Linked DNA regions of Mus musculus: all the other regions are linked to region 2. The links are chromatin contacts, called in public promoter capture Hi-C maps. All regions are on one chromosome and are shown on one strand. The core of a region is the stretch at or near the end of the contact, and the rest is flanking DNA. Distances in the headings are between cores, read along the strand shown. Region 1 holds the start of Errfi1 (ERBB receptor feedback inhibitor 1). Region 2 holds the start of Dffa (DNA fragmentation factor, alpha subunit). Region 3 holds the start of Vamp3 (vesicle-associated membrane protein 3). Region 4 holds the start of Park7 (Parkinson disease (autosomal recessive, early onset) 7). Region 5 holds the start of Eno1 (enolase 1, alpha non-neuron).

Region 1 (4,162 bases), core at 531-3,030, 1.8 Mb after region 2:
AAAACTGTCTTAAAACCCACCAAAACTTAAACAAGTAAATAATAAATGTTAATAAATAGTAAATAATAAATAGACAATGTGGCAATGACCAATTTCCATAAGATTAAAATACTACTAAGAGAATGGCCATAAGAAAAGATGGGAGAATTGAATTGCTAGGAGCGTGGGTGTGGAAGCAACCCAGCAGCCCCTACAGGCCAGTAGGGACCATCAGAAAGAGGGGAGGAACCTTCTAACATCCTGGTAGCCTGCCGCTGAGAGTGGGCAAAGCAAGACTTTAGAGTTTTCTTTTCTTTTTAAAAATCCAGTGCATCAGGCCTTGAGTTTAAAGTTAAGGCCTTTGAGTTCAATTAAAAAAAAAAATCAAGTCAATACTGGAAGAAGCAACTTGGTTCGTGGGGCACAAAGTTAATAGTTAACCAGATAATGAGGCCAGCACCTCATTCCATATGTTAAACTGGCTCAATTAGGTGGTGCTAAGCCTATAACTATCAGGCATTCTTGCTGCAGTGCAGGAAGGGCTCTGTGTGCGGACCACAGAGGTCAGCCATAGGTCTGCGCTCTCTACTCTGTGGAGTGCCATTAAGAGGAATTTGTACTAGTCCAAACTGGAGGGCTTCTGTCTGTTTGCCTTTTTTCTTGAACTACTCTGGTTTATCATTGTATTATTTATTTTACGGTTAAACTATAAACCTAAGTTGCATCACCGGATTTCTGCCCCACGAACCCTCCTCCCTGTAGACTTGATGGCGTTTTGTCCTTGGGCATCAGCGGCCACCCTGGGGCCAAAAGACATGGAGAACAGCACTTTGACAGGTAAGCCAAGAGGGCTGGGGGCAGGTTTGGGGGAGGTGCCCGGGATCAGCCTAGCCTTGCTGGAGGCCAAGCCAAGTACAGAGGAGCCTGGAGTGAGGCCTCCCTGATCCTGCCCACACAGCATGGCCCACTGCCCAGTCCCCTTTGTCCTTCACCTTTCTGCGCTGCCCCTCACCTTTCCATTCTGTCCCTTCCTTTCCCACACCGTCCCTTAACTACCTAGATCAATTAGTGAGGTTCTCTATAAGTCCCGCAGTGCCTCACACTGCTCCTCACTGCCCCTCCATCCCTTATTGTCCTTAGCCAGACACTCCCTGCCCCTTCCTGTCTTCAGACGCATTTTGTCCCTTACTGCCCCTCAGTCCGCTGCCCTCTTTCCCAGAGACCACTTTCTTCATGGTCATCCATCCCTGGTTGTAGCGCCCTTCATCTCTCTCGCATCATCACAGCAGTCCCTCGTTGTTCCTCACCGTCCCCCTCCGTTCTTCATCACTCTCCTCGCCATCCCTCGACCATCCCTCGATATACATACATACATACATACATACATACATACATACATACATACATACATACATACACACACACACACATATATACACCTCGGGGTGCCCCTCTCCTCTCCAATCCCCATTTTCTCCCGCTCCCTGAGTTTCTTGGATCCAAGTGCATCTCAGCGTCACTTCCCTCCCCGGGGATGGAAACAGGGCCGCTCACAACCTTCTAAGGAAAACTCGGTGTCCTTAGGCTAGGCAGCTCGCACAGAGGCGGCCCAAATAGAAACGTCCCCTCAGGAGACGAGGCTGCTAGCGCCGCCCGGCGGGCCCCACGCAAACTCTTCGGTAGCGGCATCGCCCCTTTAAGCGTCCGCCCGCCCGGATTGGCTGCGTGAAGGAGGCGGGGCTGCGGGCGTTGACGTCACGTTGTCGCTCACCGTATAAATACGGGCGTCGGCTGCGCCGGCGTCGGCGGCCGAGTGCGAGGCGCGGAGCGTGAGCTGTGCGAGCGAGCGAGCGCGAGCATAGCCTGCGAGCGAGCAGAGAGAAAGAGCGAGGGCAAGAGAGCGGCGAGGCGCCTGCGCGATGCTCGGGCCCCTAAGCCCGCGGCGCTGAGCCAGCCGGGACGGACATGCGCGGGAGGGCGCCGCGGGGTCCCGCTCCCTTGGGGTAAGGGGCCTGGCGGGCGTCGGGAGACGTGGGGCCGGGGCGCGGAGGGCGGGCGGACGGGCGGTGGGCTGGAGCCGGAGCCTCCGGCACTCCGCTTCCCGGGATGGGCCGGGGTGCGTGAGGAGCGGCGGGCCGCGGGCGCCCTCGGCTTCTCGCCGGGGCCATGCACCGGCGCGCACACGACACGTCTCCACAGCCTGGGGCTCCGGAGCGGCGGCTCCACGGTCTTCCCGGTGCAGCTGCGGCCCAGGGATGCGGTGGAACTGCTGCGGCCCCCTCCATCTTCCCTCTCACCCCGCGCACCCGTCGGTCCGGCCCGGAAAGCTTCTGCGAGAAGCTGTCGCGGGTGGGCTCGGAGATTGCTAGTCCCTGGTTGGTACCAGTCTTGAGTCTCGGTGAGACTCGGCGACGAAGGTCATTCCCCTTTAAAAAAAAATATTTGTTTTAATTCATCCGAGTTGTTCCGTGGCCTTTTCCTCTCCAGAAACATGATTCTTTGCCTTAAATGACTTATATATTAAAGGAGTGAAAATGCAGACAGAACTGTTCAAACGCCAAGGCTCCTTGGCAGTATCCTGTTTTTATACGTATATCCTATCTTTGTTCAAATTAATCGTGATTGGTGGTGCTGGATGGGTGCTTCCTCAGTCTTTATTAGGATTTCATCATTGCTTGAAAGAAACCAGTCTCCTACCTGATAAAAATGTGAATAGATTGTTAGTCATAAACTTAAGTGTAGTAAGAATAGAGACTGTAGCTTTAAAAGAGATGTGACGGGAGGTACACCTGTAGCACAGGTAGGGCAGGACTGGTTTCCAGGCAACTGTCAGGGGTGAAGAAAGGTGAGGTATAAATTGCCTTTTTTTTTTTTTTCATCCTGGAAAAAAAAAGAAAAAAGAAAAGTTCTACAGTTTTACACTTCCTTAAGTCTATACAGGTATAGTGAATATGCATCTATTAAGACTGGGACATTTTTGAGTTCACTGTGGTGGCTCTTGCCTTTAAATTTTTTTTTTTCTTGAAACATGGAGATTTTAAGAGAGATTTTACCAAAATAGAGACCAAAGATAATCTAAATACCTTTATCAGTAAAAGAGCAAATTTTGTAAGGAATAAGCTGGTTTCGTACTAACCTGTCAACTCTGGCGGATATTATCAGGTTTGAGAGGAAATACATGAAGATGTTTAAAAAGGCTGGGCACTCTGTCATGGCCTTCACTCCCTCTCCTGTGCACTGGTGGACATTTGCTGATCAGTGGTAAAAATCTCAAACTGTAAATCTGTATCTTGGCAAATAAATCAGATGGTAAACTCCTTAAGGGCTGGAAAATGCCCTGAACAGCTCTTATTTTACACAGCCTTGAATATAGTTCATGTTGATTAAATACATGCAGGAAAGCATGGTTTACATTTTAAGGCTTAACAGGATTGGTCCAAGAACTGATAAGGTTTGGAAAGAAAATCTGTTGTTCCTTGTTAATAGCTGCTATGAAATGTCTGGATTTCTCATATTTTTGAGAGGTAGAATTATTGTTTTTTAATGAGTTGGATTTCCTACTTTGGGTTCATAGTAGATACTGGTGAGCCTTTTGTATGACTTAATTATGTCGTAGTCTCTAGGTGTTTTATGTTTTATGAAACTGAGTCTTTATTGCCACTTCTCCAAAGCTGTACTAGATGAATACTGCCTTTCAGCTCATACTAATAGTAGCTTTTAAAAGCAAGTTCCCTAAATTACAGGTGCACCACACCAGCTTGCAACTGACCTGATTGTCAGCATACCTACATCAGGTTGCTTTGGAAAGGCAAGCAGAGGAGGGAAAGGTGGTGCCCAGGGTAATTCTAGGAATTTGAATGTCCCTGGCTCCCTCTACCAGAGAAGCAGCTCTGCTCCTAATCTCCATAAATATGAACTGGTGCCTCACCATCCAGATGCACGTAGATAGCATCCTTTGCAGACATTTGGCCAGGACATGGGAAAGCTAATGAACAGTAACTAGATAAAAACCATCCACCTGTGGTATTCTGGCATCATTCCCACAGTTTAAACTTGATGTGGATAAAACTGGTGAACTTCAGGGTCTAAACTATAAATTACTAGCTTAACAGGATGGGTGTTAAGAAAAAAAAGTGTGGGATTCAAACTTCAAAAGACAAGATTAGGAGTCTTCATTGATATT
Region 2 (4,251 bases), core at 1,040-3,539:
GCCAGAAGTACAAAAAAAGAAAGAGGATTCTTTTTCATTTCAAAGTTACTTTCTTATAAACCAAAGACAAGGCGATATAACAAGAGAAAAATAACCGGTTGGTCAACATCATTTCCGGTTACCTTTTTGTGTAAGAATTAAGGCATGATCATGCCAAGCAGAGTGAGCCTGTTTGAGAAATCTGCCTATCCCTCTAATCTTGATCCCTGGGAAGTCGAGATAAAGTTTATTTTTATTTCAGTCATGTGAAATCTTCACATGAATGTCTTTTGCCCACAGTCCTAGGAATCAAACTTAAAGTCTTGTTCAGGCTGGCTTGTGTTCTGGCATTTAGCTACCCCCAGTCTGTATTTTTATTTTTAGCTCAATTTGTTGGTGTCTAAAACAACTCCCTGGTCTACAGCAATGCCCTCCTGTTATTGCTATTTAGCAACCTTTTTGCGTAGTTCAGGAGAGCTGGCTGGTAGACGGCTCATCAGTTAAGAGCACTCACTGCTCTTGCAGAAAAGCCTGGGTCTGGTCCCCACCACCCACATAGTGGCTCACAACTTTCCAGGACCCCAGGGCCAGGGCATGTCTTCTTTTGATCTCAGCAGCAGGTACCGGGCAAATGTGTATGTAGTGCACAGAGATATATGCAAACAAAACATTTATACAATAAATAAATAAATTTAATACAATTTAATACAAAAAATAAAATAAATATTTTAAAGTTTTTCTCTGATGGGACATTGCATTTTTGGCAAGACTGAAAATTAATGTTCTATGTTGAAAACTGACTTCCTTCAAAATATCCTGCAGTGGTGGCTCATGCCTTTAATCCCAGCACTTGGGATGCAGGAAGATTTCTGAGTTCCAGGCCAGCCTGGCCTACAGAGTAAGTTCCAGGACAGCAAGGGCTAAACAGAGAAACCTTGTCTTGAAAAACAAAACAAAACAAAAAATTAATTAATTTTGGTTTTTGAGACAGAATTTCTTTTTTTTTTAAGATTTATTTATTTATTATTATATGTAAGTACACTGTAGCTGTCTTCAGACACTCCAGAAGAGGGAGTCAGATCTCGCTACGGATGGTTGTGAGCCACCATGTGGTTGCTGGGATTTGAACTCTGGACCTTCGGAAGAACAGTCTGGTGCTCTTACCCACTGAGCCATCTCACCAGCCAGAGACGGAATTTCTTTGTGTAACTTTGGCTTGTTCTCCTTGGCCTTGAACTCAATGAGATACAACTGCCTCTGCCTCCCAAGAGCTAGGATTAAAGGTATTCACCAGCATGCTGGGTTACAAAAATAAAATTTTAAGAAACATAAGTAAACCAGCTCCTTTTAAAAACTTAATAATAATTTCATAGCAACCATTTGTGTGTGTGGGGGGGGTATGTGTTCACATGAGCATACATGCATGCATACAAATGTCAGGTTGTGTGATCAGAGAACAACTTTTGGAAATCTGTTTTCCTACCATGCTGGGCTCTGGGATCAAACTCAGGGTGTAAGGACTGGCAGCAAGCACCTTTACCCACTAAGCTATCTTGTCAGCTATTTAACTTAATGTAAAATGTTTACTTAATATTTCAACTTGCTTGTAAATCATATCCTTTAAACTTCAAAAGTCACAAAACCAGTCCTGAAAAACACACAAACACACACACACACAATTTTCTCTTTTATGTAGCTCTGGCTGTGTAGAAACTCACTATGTAGACCAGGCTGCCCTGGAACTCATAAAGATCCTTCTGCCTCCTGAGGATTAAAGGCCTGAGCCACAACACCCAGTTCAATGGCAACTCTTAAAACATGAATATGCATCTGGAGAGATGGCCCAGCAGTTAAGAGCACTGACTGCTCTTCCAAAGGTCCTGAGTTCAAATCCCAGCAATCACATGATGGCTCACAACCATCCGTAATGAGATCTGATGCCTTCTTCTGGTGTGTCTGAGGACAGCTACAGTGTACTTATGTATAAATAAATCTTTAAAAAGGAAAAAAAAAAAACATGAATATATGGCTGGCAATGTAGTGTAGAACTATGCTTACCATACATGAGACCCCGGGTTTTCCATCATACAGTCTTTTAGAGAAGAAAAGGAGGGGAAGGTAACAGGGTAGGGGAAAGAAAACAACAGAAAAAAAAGAAATCTCCAATCTGGACCACTTCCCTAAACTGAATCCCCCCCGCCCCTGGCTTTGAACCCAGAAACTACAATTCCCGTCGTGCCCTGGAACGCCCGTGATTAGCCGCCACTAGAACTACATCTCCCGGCGTGCCTTGGTCTCGCGTAACTTGCTGAGAGAACTACATCTCCCGTCAGGCAGCGGGAGGAAGGTTGTCAAAGCTTAGGGAAGGGGCTCTGGGCTACCTGGGATTTCCCAGAGTCGCCAGGTCCCCACTTTGAGGATGGAGCTGTCGCGGGGAGCCAGCGCCCCAGACCCGGACGATGTCCGGCCTCTCAAACCGTGTCTGCTACGCCGCAACCACAGCCGCGATCAGCACGGCGTGGCAGCCTCCAGTCTCGAGGAGCTGAGGAGCAAAGGTTGGCTGCTGAGGGGACCGGGCGGGGTCGGGAAGGTGACCCCAGAGCCTAGGGACTGCAGGGACCCACGTGGGTCCAGTGATTGACAGATTCCTGGCGTTTTTACTTACCTACACTGAGAGGAGCCGTGAAGGGGACGGGAAACTGTGCAGGTCCAGGTTCATTGACCTGATTTTGGACCAAACCGAGTCCAGCGTATTCTGTCCACTCTGGCTCACAGAGGCGGTACTGGGGCTCCCCGACGGGATGGGAATGGGAGTCCGCACTCAGTACCTATTCCATTAAAAGGGAGCTGTCAGTGCCTGCCCTTAGAGTCCAAGTAAGGAACGTGAGCCATGTTCTGATCCTGACTATACTTTGCATTTAACCATCTCTGGACCCTTAGTTTCCTCAGCCGTGTAGTGGGTGTATTTTCAACTTTGCTTCAAAGGATTCTTGGGACTCTCAAGTGAGATGGTCTGTTCAATGGTTACTTACAAGCGTTATTAGCCCGTAGCAACAAATGAGATACTCAAAGAAGTTCTGCAGGTCTTTCATGTCAGCTAGCTCCGGGCACGGATTCACCTGTGCCAGGGTGTGCATCGCTTCCGGAGAGCTAGCTACTGAGACCCAGGAGCAGGGTTTGATCTGGTGACAGGGGTTCTGTCACACCAAGGCTTGCATTTCACCCCAGCACAAGGTTAGTTCAGCTTAGTGCCACTTCAGTTGCATTGGCTGGGTGTCCTTGGCCCCAGAGACTTCTGTTCTCTGCAGCAGAGCCTATAGCAGACTGACTGGCAGTTCTATTTTGGGTGATGACAGCCTTATGGAAAGCCTCTTGCCTGGCAATAATATAAATGAAATGACACTGAGTAAAGCTTCTGCCAATACTGTAGTTTCCTTCAGTCTAGAAGAACTGCAAAAGAAGATAGCCACAGAGAGAATAAACCACCTACTTTTTGTTTTCTGACATTTGATGTGTAGAATTCAAGATTACCACCGAATAAATGAGCAAGGGACAGCATTACGCGTCCACTGTAATCAGACCAGCCTCTGGTTGGATGCTTATTTATGTAGACTCAAATGCCTCCTATGTGAGGATGCTGGAAAGATGGCTCAGCTGCTGAGAGTGCTTTCTGCTCTTGCAGAGGATCTGGGCTCAGTTCTTAGTACCCACATGGTGGCTCACAACCTTCTAGTACTCCAGTTCCAGGGCATCCAACACCCGCTTCTGGGCTCCATGCATGTGGGTGGGCACAACACATGTATGTAATCTACACACATACCTTCAGAAAAAAGAAACCACTCATGAATATAAAATCTAAACAAACAAAAAGTTTAGGGCTGGAGAGATGGCTCAGTGGTTAAGAGCACTCACTGCTCTTCCAGAGGTCCTGAGTTCAATTCCCAGCAACCACATGGTGACTCACAACCATCTGTAATGAGATCTGATGCCCTCTTCTGGTGTGTCTGAAGACAGCTAAGTCAGTGTACTGATATACATAAAGAAATCTAAAAAAAAAAAAAAAAGTTTAGTCTTAACTATGCTACTTACAGTAGGATTTTGAGTAAATTCCTTAATCTCTCAGAGCTTGGGTTCATTGTCTATAAATTGGGAATAATAATAGTAACTCCTTTGTAGCATCAGTTTTTTACCGGAAACGCAGTAAGAATGGGACCAGGCGTGTGATGAATGTCACATACGTGGGGCATACCAGAGAGTTCTAAGACAGATACC
Region 3 (4,058 bases), core at 411-2,910, 2.0 Mb after region 2:
CTTGATAAGCTAATATATAATCCCAATGCTCCAACCATGACATGGGAGGTGGACACATGAGAGTCTTGGAAGCCTGAGGGCCAGCTCACCTGATACATGCAGCACTGAACAAGAGATAGTGTCTCCAATAAGGTGGAAAGCCAGGACTGACATGTGAGGTTGTTCTCTGCTCTCAAGTGTCCTTTGCTCTCAAGTATACCATGGCCTGTTTGTGTGTATAAACTGTTATGGTGGGACGCAGTCTTAACTCCTTACACTGCAGTTATTTCTTAAAAGTCCCAAGGTAAAAAATAAAGGCACTAATATGTTTTTATAACCCCTCAATAATTCTTAAGACTGTATCACTTGATAGTGATAAAAGTCTGAAACAAATATTTAACAAGATCTGTTCTATGTCAATAAAGTGTGGGTTTTTTTTTTTTTTAAACTTGCTTTAAGACACACAGATGTTTAAAGTAGACTCCTGATCTTTTTGTTGTGGCTGATAATTAGGAACAATCACAGAACAGACAATATGAAGAAATAGGTTCAAAGTGCATGGAGGGGGTCTGTATGAACGGGAAGGAGGCTGAAGCAACTGTCTCTGTTGGAAAGTCATTCATCTCTCATAGGTTCAGTGAGTCTGGATTTTCACTCATCCCCACTTTTCACAAGTACTCTGGTTTTTAAGTCCTTATTGCCTCCATTAAACTCTTGTATCTAAAACAGCTTCCAATTTTTGCCTTCCTACACAACTGTCACTCTAGGGTTGACTCACAGCACTTTTTAAAGTTTGCACTGTGTCTACCACCAAGGACACATCACTGATGGCTGTCTCACATAACTCAGGGTCCGAAAATTAAACAGGTAAGGACCGTGCTCTGGAAGCACTATCCATGTTATTTATTTTTTCTCTCTTTAAAGTCTAATATCACTAAAGAGGATACTACGATCCTTCCCATCTTATTAAAACTTAGGCTGAACATGCGGCTGGCTGAACTGAACCAATTTAATCCTCTTGAGTGTGGACCGGACACTGCCATTTGCTCAGCAGTCTGACCAGGTACATCTTAAGTGGTGACAACAATTCTGGCTGAAGGTTGCAATTAGAAACCAATTTTAAAACCAGAGTGTGCTGGCTTAAAACGGAAGAGAAACCCATTGCCCAGATGCGTCGGGAGCGCCAAACGCTGGCCTACGACGGGCTCCCGGCCACCTCAGGTCTCCCGCTCCTGCCGGGCGCACCCCGCGCACAGAGTGAGCGTTCACGCTCGCTCCCGCCCCTCGCGAGGAAGGAGCCGCGGGGTGTGGCGGCCGCTTCCTCGGTCAGGCGGTGTCCCCACCCCCGTCCTTCCGCGTCTGCCCGCCGTCCGCGGGGCACTCGGGGACGTCGCGGCGCCACGACTCGTCCCGCAGCGTCCGGGGACAGGGTGCACCGCGGGGCCGCTGCCCACCTCAGGCCCCGGGACTCCGCGCGTAGGCCTGCGAGGCCTCCACTCGAGTCCGAGTGTCAAGCAGCGGCCACCGCGCCTGAAGCGGGTCGCAGGAGTGGGCCACCATCCCCGGAGCCCGCCTCGCCTCTCAGCGCAGCGCGTCACTCACATTTTGGCGGCGGTGGCGGCGGCGAATGGCCGAGGGTCGACGGACTCGCGCTGCAGGCAACCGAGGCTGAGGAGATGGGCGGGGCCGTGGTGACGTCACGAGCGGTGGCCGGACCGGAACCCGCGACGCGCTCTTAGTCGCCAGGGGCGCGCCGGAAATGGGCGGGATAGGAATCGAGCCGGGCGCAGCGCGGGCTGTCACCTCGGAGCAGAGCGGAGTGGGAGGGGCCAGAGCTTGCGCTGAAGTAGCGCCGGCGCTGACGAGTGGGCGGGCGTTCTCGGTGGACAAGTGGGCGGGGCTAGAGCGCGGCGCCTGCGCCTTTGGGCTGGGCTCTTCGCCGCCAAGGAATCACAGCAGCTCCCTGCAGTGTCTCTGCTGCCCTGTCTCTAGCCCTGGAAAGGCAGTTTAGAGTGAGAATGGGTACGTTTTACATTACTGTGAGCCCGCATACCTTGTCTCTCATGTTAGAAACAGCGGACGTGCCTAACGTTCCAGAATAATCTAGTGGTCCTGAGGAGACAAAGTTCTTTTCTGAGAAAGAGGCAGTAGGAAGTCCATGTGGAGTCTTGGCCACAGGATTTGGGAGAAGTCTCCTCTCAGGTTCTCACATGACAAATATTTGCCATTGCACGGATATTAAATCCCTAAAGGGAGCCTTGGCTTAGAGAACTGTAAGGTTCTTCATTTCTGTAATTCCCTGGCCCTTGCGGAGACGACACTCAATTTTTGTTCAACGGGGGTGAGTAGTTATGTGGAAAAGAATCCCAACAAGGTCTAAAACAGACTAAATAAACTCCGTTGGTGGATTCACTCAATGAAATACACTAAGGTATTTTTCCACTTCAGCATGGTAACTCCCAAAGGTGTGTGTTGCAATTAAAGAGCGCCACACCAGTGGGTACTAGGTTGAGTAGTAGTTATAAAAACCATTCTGGATAGGAGGAAATGGAGAGTGTGGGGCCGGGCTTAAACAGTGAACAGAAAATGCAGTGGGCTCCTGGTGGGAGGTTCAGAGTGTGAAACTGGCACTAGTTCTGAGGTAGATCAGAAGTGAAGTCCTACCAGAGAGATAACAGAACTCTACAGCCAAGAGGACTGGAACAGTGACGAAGAATACCTAGCAGGGAGGCCTTGTGAGGTAAGCTGGAAAGGGTCTTAAAAAAAAAAAAAACACACACAAAAACCACACACACACAACCCAGCCAACTACCTAGTAGAGCTAAAGAGTGTACTTAGTTGGCAGAGTGCTTGTCTAATATGCAGCCCTGGGTTTGATCCCCAGAACCACGTAGACCCAGGCTGTTAGCACACCCATAATCGCAACGAAAGCTTTTAGGTAAAAGGTTAAGAGGTTCAATGTCACCCTTAAGCTTAAGCGTTGGGAATTCATGGGTACTCTGAGCTACATGAGAAAGGTTAATTTAAAATTGAGATCCTTATCTTCCAAGTAACTGCATTTAAAATAAATCGATGTGTTAAGGAACCAGGCAAGGTAGGTAGAAAGGAAGTGCTTTGGGAAAGTGGCTCTAAGTGAAAGGCTGGGTGGGAGAACACTGCATGTGGAAAGTAAAATAATACTTCCAGTTCTAACTATGACCTCACTGTCAACACCTTGGATTTCAGATCAGGTTAAAGCAAAACACAGATAATATGGGGAAATTTTCTTCATTTTTAATTTACAGCAGAAAGAATATAAAGCATTCAGAAAACATTTTCCATATTTTTAAGGGCAATTCAAAACATTTTGCATGGTTTCCAGCAGCTGAGTTCTTCAACAGATCCATTGACTCAATGATGCTTTACATGCACAATTACAAAAATAAAACTTACAAAAAAGGAGACATCTAGACTAGTTTTACATGCAAGTCTCAGGGACCCCCCGTTGGGCGCCAACTACTGTGTGGAACTGCCATAAGCGACCGTGCAGCCAGAAAGGGGTTCATCTTAATGTCTTTATTTCATTCACACAGTACAGCTGATTTTGAATGGGTAACAAGGATAGCAATTAAATCTTCAGGAGACAGAATAAGATTAGCTATTAATTTTATCATGAAATCCTACTCCTGGCACTTGGGAATTCAGATTATCCAAGAAAGCTGCGCCTATCACCTTATATTCAAAATTAAGAGTTACAATCAAAAAAGGTGGTCATAAATGCTTTGTGTCAGTGGAAGTATGCTTCGACCTCACCTAGAATTCACAGTTGTACTGGTAGGTTTTGACCCTACTTCTATCTCCTCCATAAGAACTTCCTAATTCTATGTAAGTCTTTATCTTCCAGAGTTTTCTAACATATTCAGCTAATGTGGCATGTGAAACACTAAAAAATAAATGTGAGGGTTGAAGCAAATCCACTGAGGTCATTGCTCTGGTCAAATGATTGGTCATCTGAACCATAAGCAATGGAGTAAATGTATCCAGATCCATGATTGAGATAGGATATTCTGAAAAGAGCTGGCTTTACATTCTATTCCCTG
Region 4 (4,100 bases), core at 662-3,161, 1.8 Mb after region 2:
GAAATCAGCGCTGCTGAGCGTCTCTGCCTGGGGTTTGTGAAAAGAGGCAGAGAGCTGACCATGCTGCTGCCAGGTCTGAGTGAGGAAATGCTCAGGGTGAGCCTGGCAAACCTGAGTGCATCCCATGCTCACCGTGTCACATAAACACAGAGTGGGGAGCCCAGGCTAACACGGAAGACAGCGCACAGCCCCTGACCGCCACATCTGCACCACGGGATGCAGCTCACACACAACATTAAACAAATAAAAGTGACTTGGAGTCCCCTCGTTTTTAAAACAGGGAGAGCTAGCCCATGAGGGGAACTCACCCCGGCTCGCCGCATGACATCCACAGGAATCACTGTCTCCATCTCCTCTGCTCCTTTGGCCAGGATGACCAGAGCTCTTTTGGAAGCCATTTCTATTTCTTAAAGACTTAAAAAAACAGGAAAAAAAAGTGTTCAAAATGTTGCCTCTGTAACAACCATCTGTTCACGCAGAGTAAATAACTTCTGTGTGACAGGTTGGGATCCATGGAAGCAAGCAGCTTAGATTAAAACTGGTTCACATGGCAGAGTTTCAGCACTCTAATCCCGGGATGAAAACAGGGTGGCTGGGGTGGGTAGTCTGTGGCTAAGAGCACTGGATCAAGGTTTAGTTCCCAGCACCCACAGGGCTGCTCCCAATTGTCTGCATCTCCAGGTCCAGGGGATACAGCGCCCTCTTCTGGCCTCTGCACATACATATATGCAAGCAGAATGCTGATACATCAAAATTAAATCCTTGCATGCCTTTAATCCCAGCACTCGGGAGGCAGAGGCAGGTGGAGTTCTGAGTTCGAGGCCAGCCTGGTCTACAAAGTGAGTTCCAGGACAGCCAGGGCTATACAGAGAAATCCTGTCTCGAAAAACAAACAAACAAACAAACAAACACCAACCAACCAAAATCTAAATCCTTTAAAAAAAATAATAAATGTGGGATTGCCAATGTGTGCTAGTATTCTTTGCATTTTCCCTTACTGTGCTTTCTTAGGACCAATCTCTAACGAAGACAGGTCACATAACGGGCCCTGCATATCAGTCACACTGTGGAGAGGCTGGTTTTCTTAAAATACTCTGAAGGAGGGAGGGAGGGAAGGAAAAGAATAAGAGAAATAAGAGAAAGAGAGAAGGGGAGGGGAGGGGGAGCGAGTCGAGCGCACACCTTTAGTCTCAGCGCTTGGGAGGAAGAGACAGAGACAGGAGTATCTATCTGTGAGTTCGAGGCCAGCCTGGTCTACAGCGTGAGTTCCATGATAGCCAGGGTTACAGAGAAACCCTGTCTCAAAAAACCCAAACCAAAACAAAAAAGCAAAGCAAAACAAAAAACCCCAAATCCACAATTTCACTGGTAAAAAACCAACTTGTAAATTTCGAAGGTTTTGTTCTTGTTGTTGATGTTCCAATAAACTGCTAAAATGTCAGGACCGGGTTGGGGGAGTCCAAAGGTGCTAAATCTCTGACCACACTGCTAATGATTAATAAAGATGGACTATCTCTTTAGGAGGTCAGCCCTGCTGCGGCCGGGAACAGCTAGCCGCCACTCGGAGGCACTTTCCGCGTGCTTTCCCTGCACGCTCCCCACGCATCACAACTTTGGTCAAGCCTTCCAGTAACTGCGCTCGCTCCAACCCGGAGGATGCTGTGCAGAGCCTGGCCCGGCATGCACTGCGGCCGCTGCCCCCAGCCCGCCCAGCCGGGACCCTCCGGGGCAGCGGGCGGATCACAGCCCGGCCTCTAGCCCCAGGGCGCTGACCTGCAGCCGCGCCTCCTCCACCCACGCGAAGCCACCGCTAGTCCGCAGGAACCTCGCACCCGACGTGTACCCAGCACGCATGCGCGCCACCCGCACTGAGGCTGCGCACAACCCCTCGCTTCCGCCTCGGCCTGCGTCATGTCCGGCTGAGCCCAGGCCCCGGGGTGGGGGTGGGGGGAGGAGCGAATAGAGGCTACTGCGGCTGCGCAGCGCTTGTACCATCTCGCCCCCAGACAACGGTACCGCCCACCCTGCGGGCGCCTGCGCAATTGCCCCTCTCTGCCTCTTCGACGTTTAAGTTGATAGTGGTTCCGAGTTTGAGGCCTGGCTGGGCTACAGCCTGAACCCCACACTTGTAATCCTAGCACATGCGAATTCACAGGCTGAAGTTCAGTCATTTTTGGAAGCCGTCTTACATTACGGTTTTTGTGGACCGTTTGCCTTTCTTGCCCCTTACTGTGACATCCCCTCTATTTGCCCCTGGCCTGCTAGTCTTCGTTCCACGTCATCCCAGGCCTGTCCCTCCCAGCTAGGCCTGGTCACCCTGTCCCCTGGGTCACAGGACGGTGTCAAGCTTTAAGAGCTCTTGCTGGTTTTGCAAAGGACCCAGGTTCGGTTCCCAGCATCCATTTGGGGAGACTCACCACTGCCTAACTCCGGATCCTGAGGATCTAATGCCATCTTCTGACCTCCACGGGCACTGCACTCATATGCACACAAATAATAAAATGTCCTACTGCACCCTCGGGTTGGAGCAATGCTATCATCTACGATAAGATAAATTATTTAATTATCTCATTTTATTTCAGCTTTTTACACTTCTGGGTTGACAGTTACTGTGTGTGCATCTCAACCTGTGCCAAAGGGTGCACGTGGAAACTCACAGAAGACCACTCGCCTTAGTGTGTTCTTTCTTTACTACAAGGTCTCGGATGGAACTCAAATCCTCCGGTGTGTGGCAAGCACCCTTACCTGTCGAGCCCTCCCACCGGCTCTCTCCTGAGTTTTTAATAGTTATCTTTCAGCTTACAGGAGGGAGACCCACCCTCACCTGGTCCTATCTGTACCCACCTCAGAGAAAGCCAGCTCGTTTGGCAAGTCTCAGTACTTTTTATACAAACCCCCGACAGGATATAAACTTGCTTTCCTTCCTATATGGAGATTGAATACCTCACATACATTGGCTGACCTCCATCATAGGTTCATATTGGAAATCTTATAAACTGGAAATTCTTTTTTTTTTTTTTTTTTTTTTTTTGGTTTTTCGAGACAGGGTTTCTCTGTGTAGCCCTGGCTGTCCTGGAACTCACTTTGTAGACCAGGCTGGCCTCGAACTCAGAAATCCGCCTGCCTCTGCCTCCCGAATGCTGGGATTAAAGGCGTGTGCCACCACGCCCAGCTTCAAACTGGAAATTCTTACAGTAGGAGTAGTTTAATTCTTAAAAATTGCTAAGTCATGTATATATACAATAAAACTTGGGCAACTGCTTTAGGAGTTGTGGAATGGACTGGTTCTTCACTATGTGCAAAGGGAAAAGACAGAGCCAGCCCCTTCAGCTTTGAAGGTACGGAAAGCTGGAGTGACAGAAAGAAGACCAGGACAGCTTGTCAGATGTGAGCTTCAAGATCCACAGAGGGTGTTGGGCTTGGTGGCTCATGCCTGCAACCCCAAGTACTTAAGTAAGGAGTGAAACCTGCCTCCAGGGGAACACAGGCCCTTGTCTCTTCCCTTAGGGCTTAATTCAGTGGTGCAGTCCAGGACCCCACTAGGACACTCCATGAAGGCAGCTTCACCTTGAGAAGGTGTGCATCTCCTTTCTGGAGTCTCTGGAATGGAAAGGCAGAACTGTTCCTTTTTCTTCTGTTTCTCTTTCTGACGCTGGCTTCCTCACTCTTTTCTAAAGCTCCTCTCCGCATCGTGTAGCTGCCTGCTACCATGTGCTGACCCCTGCAGCCATGTGCTGACCTCAGTGCCATCTTAACTTTTCTATTTTCTTACTCCGGGTAGCTTCAAGATGAATAGCTTGACTCTCTGGGGGTTTTCTTTTTTTTTTGTTTGCTTTTTTTTTTCCCCCCCCAAGACAGGGTGTTTCTCTGTATAGCCCTGGCTGTCCTGGAACTCACTCTGGAGACCAGGTTGGCCTCGAACTCAGTAATCCGAATGCCTCTGCCTCCCCAGTGCTGGGATTAAAGGCGTGCGCCACCACACCCAGCTGGGGTTTTTCTTTTAAACTCTGCTATATTATCCTCAAGCTCCCATTTGATCCAGTCTTAAATTATTTTAGTAATGAAGAGATCCTGATTATCCACAGTCTCTATGATAACTC
Region 5 (3,812 bases), core at 187-2,686, 1.1 Mb after region 2:
ATCTCGTGGGTTCCAAGATAGGGTTTTGTTTGTCTGTCTTATTTTAAAATATTGTTTGGTTTTGGGTTTGTTTGTTTGGTTTTTTTTGGACAGGGTTTCTCCTTGTAACTTATCTGTTCAGGAACTAGCTCTGTAGATTAAAGGCTCACATTAGCACTGACTGGCTAGCTATCATCACTTTTATTTTTTCTCTTTTCTTCATTTCTTTCTTTTTCTCTTTTCTTTTCTTTTCTTTCTTTCTTTCTTTCTTTCTTTCTTTCTTTCTCTTTCTTTTTTTTTTTTTTTTGACAAGGTCTCATCACTATGCCCCATCTGAATTAGAATTCACTATGTAGACCAGGCAGGCCTTGAACTCAGAAATCCGCCTGCCTCTGCCTACCCACAGCTGTGGTTAAACACCAGCTTTATTTTCTTCATCAGAAGGGTGAAATGGCTCCACCCTGCGCTTCCGGACGTTTGTCACATCATTGTGGAATATTACTAGTCTAGACTTTTGAGAAATGCGTCGGGACGACTTGAGTATGAGTCTCAAGAACTGGTAGGTCAAGAACATCGAGGCCACAAGCAGGGGAAAGAAGTATTAGATCTTTAAACAAAGGAACATTAACATGGATGAAGAATAAATCCACACTGAGCTAGTACACCAGAGAAGTAAGGAAAGTTCTAAAGTAGGGTGGAGTGGCTGGGTGGGTGTAGCACAAAGGTACTGCCTTATTAGCGTGAGCTGGACAGTAGGATTCGGTACCCTCCACACAGTAACAAATGATTAGGTAATATTAAGGGAAAGGTCACTTTCCCTTGGCTACCTCGGCCTGAGACTCACTACAGCAAGGACAAAAGGACGGGGTCACCTTGGCAGATGGCACCAGAGAGCCAGGACCAGCGGCGAGGGCGCTCAGTGCGCAGGCGCAGTATCCATGCATTTCCCCCTCATCCCCCCCACCCCCACCCAATTCCACGCGGGAGTGAGGCCCTCTGGCCGCGCATCAACGTTTCCACACCGCCGGGGGCTCCAGAACCTCCCGGTGGGGGGTTGGCCGGCTGGAGGGCCGAGCCGCGAAGGTCATCAGCAAGGTCGTGGGCCGGACGTGTGGCGCCGCAGCCACGCCGAGTGCGTGTGAGACTCGGAGTACGTGCGGCGGGCTCAAGCCCTCATGCCCGCCGCGCAGCCCAGCCCCGCCCCGCCCCGCATCCGGGCTCCGTAGACCCTCGGCCGGGCCCCAGGTTCCCAGCCGGAGGCTCGCCAGGCATTCCAGCTATGCCCCAAGCAGGCTAGGCCCAGAAAGGCAGGACAACCCCCGCCCCCGTGCCCTCGCCCCTAGTCTGGGCAGGCCGAGCGGCCGCCTCGGTCACGCTCTTCTATTGGAGTGATGGCACGCTGAGCCAATGGGGAGGCGGCGCGGAGGGAGGGCGGGCCCGAAAGGGGAGAACTGGGCGGGGCTTAACGAGCAGGAAAGGAAGACAGAGTGGGAGGCGCTTAGTGCTGCTCCGGTACAGGGTCGCGCTCGCGTCTGTCCTTAAGGCTCTCCTCGGTGTCCACGGCACCCTCTTTCCTTGCTTTGCAGCGATCCTACTGCCAGGTATGGTCCTTGTCTCCACCGGGGTCAGCTCTCCTACTAGCTTCGCTTGGGGACCCGGTGGGCACGTGCACCCACTAGCCTGGGCGGGAGCCGCTATCCGGGGAGCACTCGGGTCAGCCTCGTGGAAGGACGCAGGCTCTTGGAGGGTGGAGGTGTGAGCCCCACCAGTGATCACCGAGTTTCAGGGTTGCAATGTAACCGGGTTCCCAAGCAGACAACAGCAAATGCAGACCACGGATGATCGCGGCCGTGGAGAATAGAAAAGTACTTTCTGTGTAGTTAAGTGGAAGGTTTCAGAGGGAGGGAGAGCAACTTAAACCCCCGATGCTCATTAAATCCTTTCTCAGAATGGAAGGGCCAGAAATAAGGATGCCCAAGAGGCAGAGCGCCACACCCTAGTAGATCCTGCTGGGGCTGTAGCTCCTGGACCGCAATCGAGCGTCACTGGGCGGGAGTGGTCCAGCCCATCTCTGCTGTGGAATATTCCTGACCTGTGAGTGTCGGTTAGGTACTAAGAGTAGAGGAAATTGCAGCAGTCCCGTTGGATAATTGGGAAGCCCTCAGGAGACCTCGACGCAATTAGGCAAGAGCTACAGGTTTCCTGGGTGGCTACTAGCCGGCCGTGAACTGACTTAAGATGCATTTAAGAAAACTTCCTGTTCGTTCTGGCCTAGGCAGTGTGGTTCCTTGGCTGACTCGCTTTCGGGATAGACCACAGCTAGTCTGCTGATTAGCCTGACCGATAGGTCCACTTTTCTGCCCTTGGTCTGGCGTTCAATCCAGATAAAGACAGAGTGGGTGAGATTTTCTTCCTTTGGTTAAATACGTTTGCTGCCTAGCCTAAAGATCCAAGCTAGATAAAAAGGGTGGAGGGAGGGATCAACTCCTACAAGTTGTAAGGTCTTTGCAGAGCAAAGTGTGGCACGTGGGTGCTCCTCCGCCCCCATAAAGGAACCAGCCATGGAGATGCACACATGAAAGTGTAGCGCTAGGGATGCTGAGGCTGGAGGATCACTGAGTTCTGGTCAGTCTGGCATTCATAGAATCGGGCGAGTAAGAGAGAAGACAAAAGAGTATGGTTGAGGAATAGTAAGGTTTTGTAACATGGTAGGTAAAAAGTAGATACTTTATTCTTGGTGAGTGTACAAAGATCCTTTGTCTTAGAGAAGACAAAACCACAGAAGTAACTTCTGTGGAAAAAAAAGCTGCCTTTGCTTCAGTGCTTGCCACAAAAGATGTGAGGAACCTAGTTAGATAATAATAGCCTCTGAATGCTGTATTGTCTTCATGTCTCATCCAGTTTAGCTACAGAATCTATTTGGTTTCTTTCTTGGAAAGCCTGCTGGGGAAGAAGTAAGAAAGGGACTTGCAGTTTGTTGCCAAATATCCTCTTCCTCTCAGGATGTTTTTCTAATTAAACATCTACTTTGAATACCTTTTAAAAGCGAGACAAGGTGCCCTTTTGAAATGTACTAACCAGAAGTCCTAGCTCTTGCCTAAATATGGCGGAGATTGAACCCAGGACCTCCCACGTGCTAGCCAGCATGGCCACCAGGCCAAGAATGGCAGGATCATTGACCACAGGCCAAGGAGTTTGGGGTTCTGGCCTCCTGCCTCACACTTTCTTACTGGTTATCAAATCTGTGTCAGCTGAATATTCTGCTCTTGTCATGGGTGCAATTTGATGAATTAGGGTTTCTCTTTTTCCCACAATTAAACTGCTTTGAAATGTCACATTTCCCTCTGGTCTCCAGGTCAGTTTAACCTCTGACCTTCCTTCACTGTTGCTTCCCACTTCCTTCTCTGTGGAGCCAGAACACTGTTCTATGCAGTCAGAGGATTTAATTTGCCCACAGTACAGGTAGCTTCTGAGGGCTTTCTGTAGGAGTGGTTTATTTCATTGTGCCATGTTGACCTCAAGCTTGGCGGGAAGTCCAAGCCACCGACCTGCTGTGTAAGGAGTAGTCCTCGCTCCCCAAACCCTCACTGATGAGTGACTTTCCTGTATGTTACCTAACGCATAGCCCATTTGGTACCTGTCAAGTCCAGGACCCCTCAGAGGTGATGGCCTTGGAATGAATTAACCTCTGTGTCACTGTTTATTGGTGATATGAATGTTTTTCCTCCTACAGAAATTCGCCATGTCTATTCTCAGGATCCACGCCAGAGAGATCTTTGACTCCCGTGGGAATCCCACTGTTGAGGTCGATCTGTACACCGCAAAAGGTACAT

What was found. Promoter capture Hi-C pulls out the DNA fragments that hold promoters and counts their contacts.
Region 1: a promoter capture Hi-C map of liver shows a contact between it and region 2, with 2.5 times the contacts expected there. The contact joins the promoter of Errfi1 here to the promoter of Dffa in region 2. A contact is called at or near these places in 2 of 39 promoter capture datasets (liver and pre-B cells).
Region 3: a contact with region 2 is called in a promoter capture Hi-C map of pre-B cells, with 2.4 times the contacts expected there. The contact joins the promoter of Vamp3 here to the promoter of Dffa in region 2. A contact is called at or near these places in 2 of 39 promoter capture datasets (liver and pre-B cells), 1 of 484 Hi-C or Micro-C datasets (CD4 T cells) and 1 of 115 datasets of contacts at active chromatin or transcription factors (microglia).
Region 4: a promoter capture Hi-C map of pre-B cells shows a contact between it and region 2, with 7 times the contacts expected there. The contact joins the promoter of Park7 here to the promoter of Dffa in region 2. A contact is called at or near these places in 1 of 39 promoter capture datasets (pre-B cells) and 1 of 484 Hi-C or Micro-C datasets (CD4 T cells).
Region 5: a promoter capture Hi-C map of pre-B cells shows a contact between it and region 2, with 2.7 times the contacts expected there. The contact joins the promoter of Eno1 here to the promoter of Dffa in region 2. A contact is called at or near these places in 1 of 39 promoter capture datasets (pre-B cells) and 1 of 9 other capture datasets (pancreatic islet).

What each region holds. Positions count from the first base shown.
Region 1 is chr4:150,853,290-150,857,451 of GRCm38.p6, forward strand. It overlaps Errfi1 (ERBB receptor feedback inhibitor 1), which reads left to right and starts at 1,781. Exons shown (of 4, transcript NM_133753.2): 1 at 1,781-1,982. It overlaps 1700045H11Rik (RIKEN cDNA 1700045H11 gene), which reads right to left and starts at 1,660. Exons shown (of 4, transcript NR_040649.1): 1 at 1,537-1,660.
Region 2 is chr4:149,101,853-149,106,103 of GRCm38.p6, forward strand. Dffa (DNA fragmentation factor, alpha subunit) reads left to right here and starts at 2,290. Exons shown (of 6, transcript NM_001025296.2): 1 at 2,290-2,534. The coding sequence starts at 2,399.
Region 3 is chr4:151,056,293-151,060,350 of GRCm38.p6, forward strand. Vamp3 (vesicle-associated membrane protein 3) reads right to left here and starts at 1,661. Exons shown (of 5, transcript NM_009498.4): 1 at 1,582-1,661. The coding sequence starts at 1,583. Gm38529 reads left to right here. Exons shown (of 2, transcript XM_017320565.2): 2 at 1-2,764. The coding sequence starts at 1,149. The coding sequence ends at 1,718. It overlaps Camta1 (calmodulin binding transcription activator 1), which reads right to left. Exons shown (of 24, transcript NM_001081557.3): 24 at 3,231-4,058.
Region 4 is chr4:150,908,010-150,912,109 of GRCm38.p6, forward strand. It overlaps Park7 (Parkinson disease (autosomal recessive, early onset) 7), which reads right to left and starts at 1,912. Exons shown (of 7, transcript NM_020569.3): 1 at 1,774-1,912; 2 at 309-414. The coding sequence starts at 398.
Region 5 is chr4:150,235,761-150,239,572 of GRCm38.p6, forward strand. Eno1 (enolase 1, alpha non-neuron) reads left to right here and starts at 1,437. Exons shown (of 12, transcript NM_023119.2): 1 at 1,437-1,580; 2 at 3,713-3,806. The coding sequence starts at 3,722.